Regions from separate parts of the Rattus norvegicus genome. Here region 2 is linked to region 1. Evidence: chromatin contacts called from public Hi-C data. All regions are on one chromosome and are shown on one strand. The core of a region is the stretch at or near the end of the contact, and the rest is flanking DNA. Distances in the headings are between cores, read along the strand shown.

What was found. A called contact is a pair of places that touch in the nucleus more often than the background predicts.
Region 2: a Hi-C map of psoas muscle shows a contact between it and region 1, with 4 times the contacts expected there. The contact joins two enhancer-like sites. A contact is called at or near these places in 6 of 12 Hi-C or Micro-C datasets (the A7r5 cell line, Schwann cells, frontal cortex and 3 more).

What each region holds. Positions count from the first base shown.
Region 1 is chr18:63,792,613-63,796,770 of GRCr8, reverse strand. It overlaps LOC134482959 (a long non-coding RNA gene), which reads left to right. Exons shown (of 2, transcript XR_010059728.1): 2 at 41-4,158. It also overlaps a transcript of Ldlrad4 not described here. Among named protein-coding and RNA genes, the nearest start is that of Ldlrad4, 120 kb to the left of the region's middle. Within about 2 kb of position 1,325, at least 35 of the 93 cell types and tissues checked have an H3K27ac peak or open chromatin away from gene starts, as enhancers often do.
Region 2 is chr18:64,337,786-64,342,274 of GRCr8, reverse strand. No RefSeq gene overlaps it. Among named protein-coding and RNA genes, the nearest start is that of Mc2r, 49 kb to the right of the region's middle. Within about 2 kb of position 3,209, at least 12 of the 93 cell types and tissues checked have an H3K27ac peak or open chromatin away from gene starts, as enhancers often do.

The sequences.
Region 1 (4,158 bases), core at 76-2,575:
ACATGACTTTGGATAACTTCTTTTTTTTTTTTTTTTTTAGTTCTTTTTTTCGGAGCTGGGGACCGAACCCAGGGCCTTACGCTTCCTAGGTAAGCGCTCTACCACTGAGCTAAACCCCCAGCCCCTGGATAACTTCTTGACTTGCATCAGTGTCTGTCACAGAGCTGCTGTGGAGATCAATATCAGCTTATAGATGCACAGCACTAAGAAGAGGACCCAGCAGAGCACATAAGTGAAATTCCTACCATAGCCATCTGACCAAGTGCCGGGGTCCAAGCAGGTCGGACCAGGTTCAAGGAGTCCTTCAGAAAGAGGCCCTCTGGCTTTGGCCTTAGACAGACAGTGAGCTTTTACTGCAGAAATTGCTGCCCTAAGTCTCCACACAGGTTGCCAGTCCCTGAGGCACAGGCAATAGAAACAACACTGACTTGTGCCTGCCCCAACAACTGCCTATATCTGGAGCGAAGTGGCCGGCAAGCACACAGGAACCAGCACCGTTGGCAGGAAGCCTACATTCTGCAAACACCAAGAGCAGGAAGTCCACTCACACCAAAGGGTCCCCCACCACGCCCCGTGAGAAGGAAGGGCCAGCCAGAGGGGATGGGATGGGTTATTTCCTTTTCCAAGTAAGGCTTTGAAGAGTCGCTGCAGGGTGGCTAGAAACAGGGTGGCTAAGGGCGCACACATGTTTCTCACACCCACCCGATTCCTGACCTTAATGTCACTTAATAAGCCAGGCCCAGAGTCCTATCTGCAAGGAGAATTGCAAATCACTTGGCCGGGGCTCCGCATATGAGGTGGCTTTGTAATATGAGCAGTGTGTCCACTAACTAGAGCAAGACCATTAGGTCCATTACACCTGTCACTCTGCCAGCTGAGTCGCCAAACTGCCATGATAAAAGTACATTATGCCCAAGGAGTGCCACCCAGCCCCCTTCCAGGCAGCACATACTCATCCGCTGCCCAGAGAACGCCACTGTAAACAGCTTGAAACTTGACTGTAGATTACCTCGGGCTCTTAGCAGATACAAATGTTTCCCTTTCGTGGGAGGCTGGGAGGAGGAATGTGGGTATGGGGCAGAAGACCAAGATGGGGACAGAGGTGGGCGGTCTTGTAAAAAAATAATAATAATAATAAAAGGGAGGTGGGGAGCAGATATTTGGTAAGTGGATTCTATCATAAAGCCCAAAATAAAAGTGAGAGACACACCCTTTTCACCTCTAAGCCAGGTCCCAGCGCTGCAGGCAGCAGGCAGAGGCCTCTGTGCAGCTGTACTCCCACCAGGCCCCAAGAAAAGCACACAGCAGCTGAGCTGCTCAGTGGGTTTGCAGTGCAAGCCTGTTGCAGACAGCAGTAATTTATTTATCCCTGTCATGGAACATTAACAATCTGTCTGGAGCTTGGCAAGCACCAACTTGCACTGTCATATAAACTGTCTGACAAACCTAAAAGTTTCATAAATGCCTCTCTTTTCCCAGCAGACAACAAAACACGGTTCTTTTTTAAAAGTTGTCATCTTCGCTGTTTCTTTTTCTCTCTTCCTCTTCCAAAAACTAAGGAAGGGAGGGAAAAGAAACCGAGAGAAAACTAGCAACGAAAAGAACCTATGCGGTCACACGTGATCTGTCAGTGATCTCAGCCACTTCCCTATTCTCCCGTATCAAGTAAATGAATGAATGGGGTGGGGGCGATGTGGGGTCAGCTGTGAGGCTACTGGGGTACTGAAGCAAAATCTGCAAAACAAAAATACAGTCATTAAAAATTAATAAAGGGTGTGGATATCCAGCCCCCACCTCGTTCCACTCATGGGAATTAGAGCCAGACATTCTGCGTCCTCATTAAGTGAATGCTGGCAGGCTGTCAGGGTTTTAGTGGGTTCTGGGAATGCCAATATATTAACCAGAAGACTTTTTGCATACCCTTTAGAGTTTTTATTCTAGAAAAGTCAACCATTTGGCACAGTAGAGCCTTATTTTTGTCCAGGAAAGCTCTCGGCTGCCAATCAAAGGAGAAATTACAGCTACACTCTTCAGAATTTCCAAGACCCAGCTGAAAAACAAGCTTGGTAGAGAGAGAAGTCCTCAAAAAAAAATCCTAAAAAGGTCACAGTATCATTTTTAGTGGGAATTCAAAGAAAAGCAATCTATCTTTAAATCAAATGGATACATAACAATACAGACATTATTCTCAAGTCTTCCTGTAACAGAGGAAAACCAATGTTAATTGGAAATTTGAAGCCAATATATCTACATCTGTGAACAGTCCAGGCAGTTGCTTATTTCCTTTTCTTGTCCAACATGAACATGAGCAATGCACACATGTAACATGAGCACATGTGCACACCCACACACAATCCCCCCCAAAAGTGGCAGGTGCTGGGGTTATAAAATTCAAATAGTATGCAGATTTCTACCCATATTTGTGTGTGGGCTGTGTGTGTGTGTTTATGTGTTTATGGGTATGCATATGTATGTGCAGGCCAGAGATCAACATCAGGTCTTTTTTCAATCTCTCTCCATCGTATGTTTTGAGTCAGGGTCTCTCACTGAATCTAAGAGTTCCCCCAATTCAGCCAGACTGGCTGGCTAGCAAGTTCCAAGTATCTGCCCAGCTCTATATCTTCAGCACTGGCTTCTACATGGGCACCAGGGATGTTGAACCGGTCCCTATACTTGCATGCCAAGCATCTTACGGACTAAGCCATCTCCGCACGTCCCTATTTTCTTAGGTTAAAACTCATATGCCACTTCTCATGTACCCTCAAAATATAGGTCAAGATGCATTTCCTATCTAACAGCCCATGTTGGCAGTAAGTGACTCTGACATCAGAGAAATAATGCCTTCTGGGAGATTTTTCTCCAAAAGGAAAGGACTGAAGAAGCAGGGGACAAGCGCTCCGAGGAGAGATGGATGGACCAAGGAAGGAAAGGAAGACAGGGATGCTGCAATTTGCCACCATTAACAGGTAATGCATGTGTCCGCATGAATAGTGTTGAATATCTAACATTTTCCAGGCTTTCACAGCTGTTCCTTTCTGAGTGTCCCCTGTCAATTCTGACCCCCCCCTCCCAAAAAAGACACATATCCCAGAGGCTCCATACTCCCAAATTCAGAAGAAAGAAGAGGAAACTTGACCAGGATTTCTATAGATTTAACCAGTCTATACACTTGCATGTATTCCTCCCCAGAATCCTATGGGCTTTGGCTTTATATGATAACAGGACAGCCCTGCATACTATTTTAAAGTGGTTGACTTAATGTGGGGTACATGCACTGGGATCCAGAGTTTGGGGTCTTTCCTTGCCAGCCAGCCAGAAGCATAGGCATTATACCCGCAAGGCATAAAAGTCATCCTCTCTAGGTTCCTGCAAAGCTAGGATTCAACTCCTCCAGCAACCTGGATAAAAAACAGAAAGTGACCCATGAGCCACAGGGCTCCTCTGCCAGGCTGTTAAGTCAAGCAAGACTACAGCACAGCCCCAAACTGTAAACACCTCTGCAGACAGGTCCTTGCTCTAACCGCGCCTGGCAAGAGAATTATCCTTGGAACAGTCCGAGGTTGGGGGAAATGCTAGGGGCGTGAGAATAAGCATTCGCCTGTGGATGTATATATCCTAATGGGCAGGGGTGGAGAAAGAACTGTTGAACCTGAAACGATGTGCCAACAGATTGCCACAAAATCCCGTCAGAAGCAGCTGGCCCTGGCAGGATTCCACTGCAGGATCATGGTCATGAAAACCAAGCACCCAAGAGGATTCAAGAGATAGCCTTAAATACCTGTGGGCAAGAGGCCCTCCAACACAAATGCAAACTTACAGGAACTGAGGCCGTAGACAAGGGCAGCGAACTCTTCCAGTGGTTAAGAGCGGAACGCTAAGAAACTAGAGAGGTTTGTCGTTTTAACAAGGGGAACAGTACCTACAAATCAGTAAATCTGTGGCATTTACAGTCCTAGCTCTAATTCTTAACTGTATTCTACATTAATCGAAAAGTTAATCTGTTAAAGAATTAAGCTATCGCTGGGATGACAGAAAACCAATATTAAAATTCACATATAGGTAATAGTCTGACCCATTATTGTCCACATAATGACTCAAGTTTGGTATTGTTTCTCTACTGAACACATATTCTATATTCCAAAAAGAATGTGCAAAGGC
Region 2 (4,489 bases), core at 1,960-4,459, 540 kb before region 1:
TTCCCCAGACGGGAGATTAGAAATGCAACTAAGCAGAGGGCAGTTTTGGAGTTGCTGAACAAGGAGAAGGTAACTGAGCAATTAATTGAGGGCAGATCTAGAATACTGAGCTGGGAGTGAAAAGAAGGGTGTGATATAGAGCCAATAAGACAGGTTGAAAAATAAGTGTGTGTGTGTGTGTGTGTGTGTGTGTGTGTGTGTGTGTGTCTTTAATCTGAGAATCCGAAGGAACCTGGGTGGGGTTGGTAGCATGGTCTGCCCAGAGTTTAAAGCAGGGTAGCAAAACTACACACTACAGTCTGTTACTGGGTTTTTTCTACCACAACGTCAAGAAGAGCATAAAAGGACAAGGTCAGTGAGGACAATTCATCAGAATGATTAACAAGATAAAATGTCACTGAAACTAGCTGAACCATACACCCGAACATTGCAAGGTAGACAGAATGCTTAGAAATGTTCACAGACAAAGTGGGTGAAAGTGATGCTGTCATTAACTGCTCCCTCCCACCAATATATAGCAGACATAATTCTCAGTGAGAGTGGACACCATGCCTGGGTGAAATTAGGATCCTACTCTTATTGTGGAAAAAAGCCAGATGCCATTCTCAAATTGACAATCTGAAAGGAGAAATGAACCCTGCCTGGTTGTGTTATAGAATTTCCCAGTGATATCCCTTGGGTACAACACAAATGCTTTGAATAATATTTCTAATCCTATGAGTTTGAAATGGAATCTAATCCTCCACCCACCTCATTTGGAGAACATGGATGGTAAGAGCATGGGATGTGACGTCACAATTTTGAGATGATGTTACATCACAATCGTGAGAGGAAGTTTTCCAGGGCGGAAGTGTTCCATGAAAACAAATTTCCTCAGCACTCAGGAGGGCAGGCCATTGGCCCAGAGTCAATTCAGATCCCACTCTAACAAGGATGTCCAGCAGATCTTTACTGAGCCTGCATATCCTGGAAGATCTGCTTTTTTAAGTCTAAAATTTCCACAAACTATTCTAATCTTTTCCTTCCTCTCATAATACTAAGCTGACCTTTATATCCTCTCCCAGACAGGGAGGCCTTTTCTAATGAGTATCTCTCTCCTAAAGTGGTCCATTCTGTTTTGCAACCCTTAGACCTCTACCAATTTCCCTGATTATTTTAACCTCTGGAGATTGAATCTCATAAATTAATTTCTTTGGGTATCTAGTCATAAGATTGTTAATCTTTCCTTCTTTTCAGATACAGCCTCTATGGGGCTGCTACTCCCCATAGAGATGACATTGAATTCTCGAGTCTTTAGTCAAACCCTGAGTTATTTCTTCTTGGAAGTAGGCCCATTATTAAAGGTAGAATAAATCTGGGGACAATTTTGGACAGCAACACCCTAGTTGCCTCTGTGGATTTTGCTGTTTTGCACAGGAAAAAGTGCCTACTAGGACTGGGATATATTTGGAATTATGTCCACCAAGCAAGTGAGTGACACCCAATTTGCCAGTCTTCCTTAGGGTAAGTGTCCTACCTGAGTGCTTCTAATTGGAGACACTTGTGTGAGCAGTTATGGTCCTAATATTTGTTGCCTATTGGACTGTCTCTTTTAGGTCCTGCCCTTTTACCAAAATAATTGTGCTTTCCTGTCCAATAAGTCTGATCTAGGCACCTTATGCTTGCATTATTCGGGTTTGTGGAAGCAGCTACTCATTGGGTATTGGCCACCATCCTCCGGGATCCTGGCAACTTCTGATCTTAGAAGCAAAGGCCATTTCTTTTGAGGAATATTTGAGTCTCTTTGGAGTAAGCAAGAATTCCATCTGGATATCAGGTATTCTGTGTGAGCCAAGGCAGCTCTCTTGGCCTTCGAGTCAACCATCCTGCATCCCTTTGTAGTGGGATTGTTCCCTCTCTGATGCACAGAATATTGGATTACAGACACTCGAGGGAGGCAAAAGGACTCAAGAGTTTCTTGAGAATGTTTTATATGAGTCCCAGCTTTACTCAGGAGACCTCTTTCTTTCCAGGTAGCTAGGTGGGCATGGGGGATGAGGTAGGGTATTGGAATCTGTCTAAATGTTGGTTCTTTTCCATGGCTCTGTTCTGAGGCTTGCATGAGACCGATTAGCCAGCTAGTTGAACCCTTGAGTTTCTGGATCCTGACTCTAACACATCAAAGCTGTCTCATATCCTGCACATCAGATTCCTTACTTCACAAAGGAACTTCCATATACATTGGGAATCCGGGGCTGGGATAGCAGCAGTGCGCGCGGGGGGGCGGGGGGAGAGCAGGGGGCGAGTGGGAATAACAAACTAGGTTTTTCCAGGGGTTGATCTGAGAGGTCGGGACTGCCTTCACAGTTCTCCGGAAGAATCTCCTCAAAAGAGTAGAGAGGTCCCCCTTCCTCCTCTGGCAGATAAGCTGTCTGTGTTTTGTTTTTGACAACTCTTAAGAGTAACTTTTGATCCCTCCAACATGAGGGCCTGATTTATGGAGCCAGCTTGCTGTGTCAGTGAGGTTTAGTTTCCCTTGGCATTTAGAATGCCCCTATGTCATAAGGCACACAAACCACAAGAGGGCGCGCAAGAATAATCTTTTGGGTTTCCAGGGATCGGAAAAGGGATAGACGCATGTTTTGTAGCCTTCCAAGCCATCTTTGCAACCTGATCTAATTCCGTACCTAGGTATCCTACACATTGCGGAGCACAGTCTAAGAATTGAGCAACTACCCCTAGACCTACGTCAGTTACACACAGTTGGGACTAGACTGAGTAGCTAATCCTGAGGGAGGAGTCTCTGAGGATCACTTTACACCGTGTGAAAACAGCCTCCAGATCAGCTCCTCTTAAGACCCAAGAGTTTTCTCAAATTTTAATTATCCTTCCTTATCTCTATTCCTAGCTATTTTTAGTTTAGGCCGGTAGGGGGAGCTAGCTAATCTCTCTTCACGAGGACTGATGCCAGTGACCATCCAGGTTTCTGTGATCGATTTTACAGTCAACCTGCCACAAATTAGAAACATTTGAGTGGGGCCCAGCAACTAAAGATTGCCCTAATTGATTGCCCCTCCATGAGTGTGGGCCGCACCGTCCGGTAGCAGTCCAGATAAAAAGAGGGTGGCAGAAGGAAGACTGTTTCTTTGGCTGGCTCAGCTGTCCCCTCTGCTGCCAAGATGAGCTGTCCTGTTCTGTTCCCAATTCCTTGGCTGACACCAGCGTTTCCAGGCTTCCATCACTGACTAAGGGCCAGTGTCTCTCCGGAAACCAGGTCTTCAGCTTCAGATTGAGGCAGCAGAGGCAACCAGGCTTGGGGGCTTGGCCACCATGAGGCTGTCAGACTCCTCCGTGTAAAATGGCTGCTATGGGATGACTCCAGCTGCAAAGACATCTACATCAAAAGACCAGGAAACTCCCAGGTCCTAAGCCTCTCCTGTGTGAAACAACTGTTGTTACTGTCTTAATGGACTTTAATAATATTTAATGTAAATTTATGTATACATACACATATAGATATACATATAAATCCTATGCATATACACGAATATATACATTCTATATGCATACATTCATATACATTCTATCTGTTCTATTCCTATAGAGAACCCGACTAATACAGTTATCAAGTGGCTATAGGCATGATATACACAGAAATGAAAGATAAGGCACTGGAAAAAAAAAACCCACTGTTAATCAGAGGCAATTATGATTAACGGGATAAAGGTAAAAAACTCAATTTCATCAGGAGTAAAACTCACCAAGTCTCCCTGGAGCTGATATCAGTAATTAACCCTAAGAGCTCCTGGGCCTTGGCTCCAAGGGATGATTTGCCAGCATGGGGCTTCTGTCTTACTCATTTTAACATCAGCATTATAGCTAAAATCTAAAGGAACCTCTTCTCCCTATCAAAGAGAAGGGAGAGATAAGACCATTCATCCTGAAGTGGCCGTGTTACCTAGAGCATGCTGGGAGAATTCCCCGATTCCATGATAGGGGAGGGGTGCTACCCATCTGTGGTCACACCTTCAAGTTCTTTCACTATTAGGCTTGGTCTGTACTGAACATAATTAGGTCCTGGAAAGACATCCTGGGTGACTCTCCCCAAATGGTCCTCTCTGGGTGTTCGAATCAGCCTCATTCTCTCCACCGATGAAAGAATTCAAAACTGCAGACTCTCATGCAACAAGCCACAACAGGCAGCAAACTTTACTCAAACCAAAGTGACCCACGAGTGAAGAAGACACCCTGAGCCCTTAACCAGGGACCCGGCTCCCACGTCGGCGCACTCGCTCTCTTCGGTTATATAACATCTTGGGAGCATGCAGACTCTGGTTTCCAGGAGGGATATCTGTATTCTGCACCTCGGCAATGTCCACATCAGCTGCACTGACGTAAAACCACTCCTCCGCTTTCAGAAGATGAGTGCGAAAGAAACCGTGCGCAGTGACTGGGATGCCTTGTTCATCTGAGGACCTCTAACGCCCTGGGAAACGCCCATTACACTTCT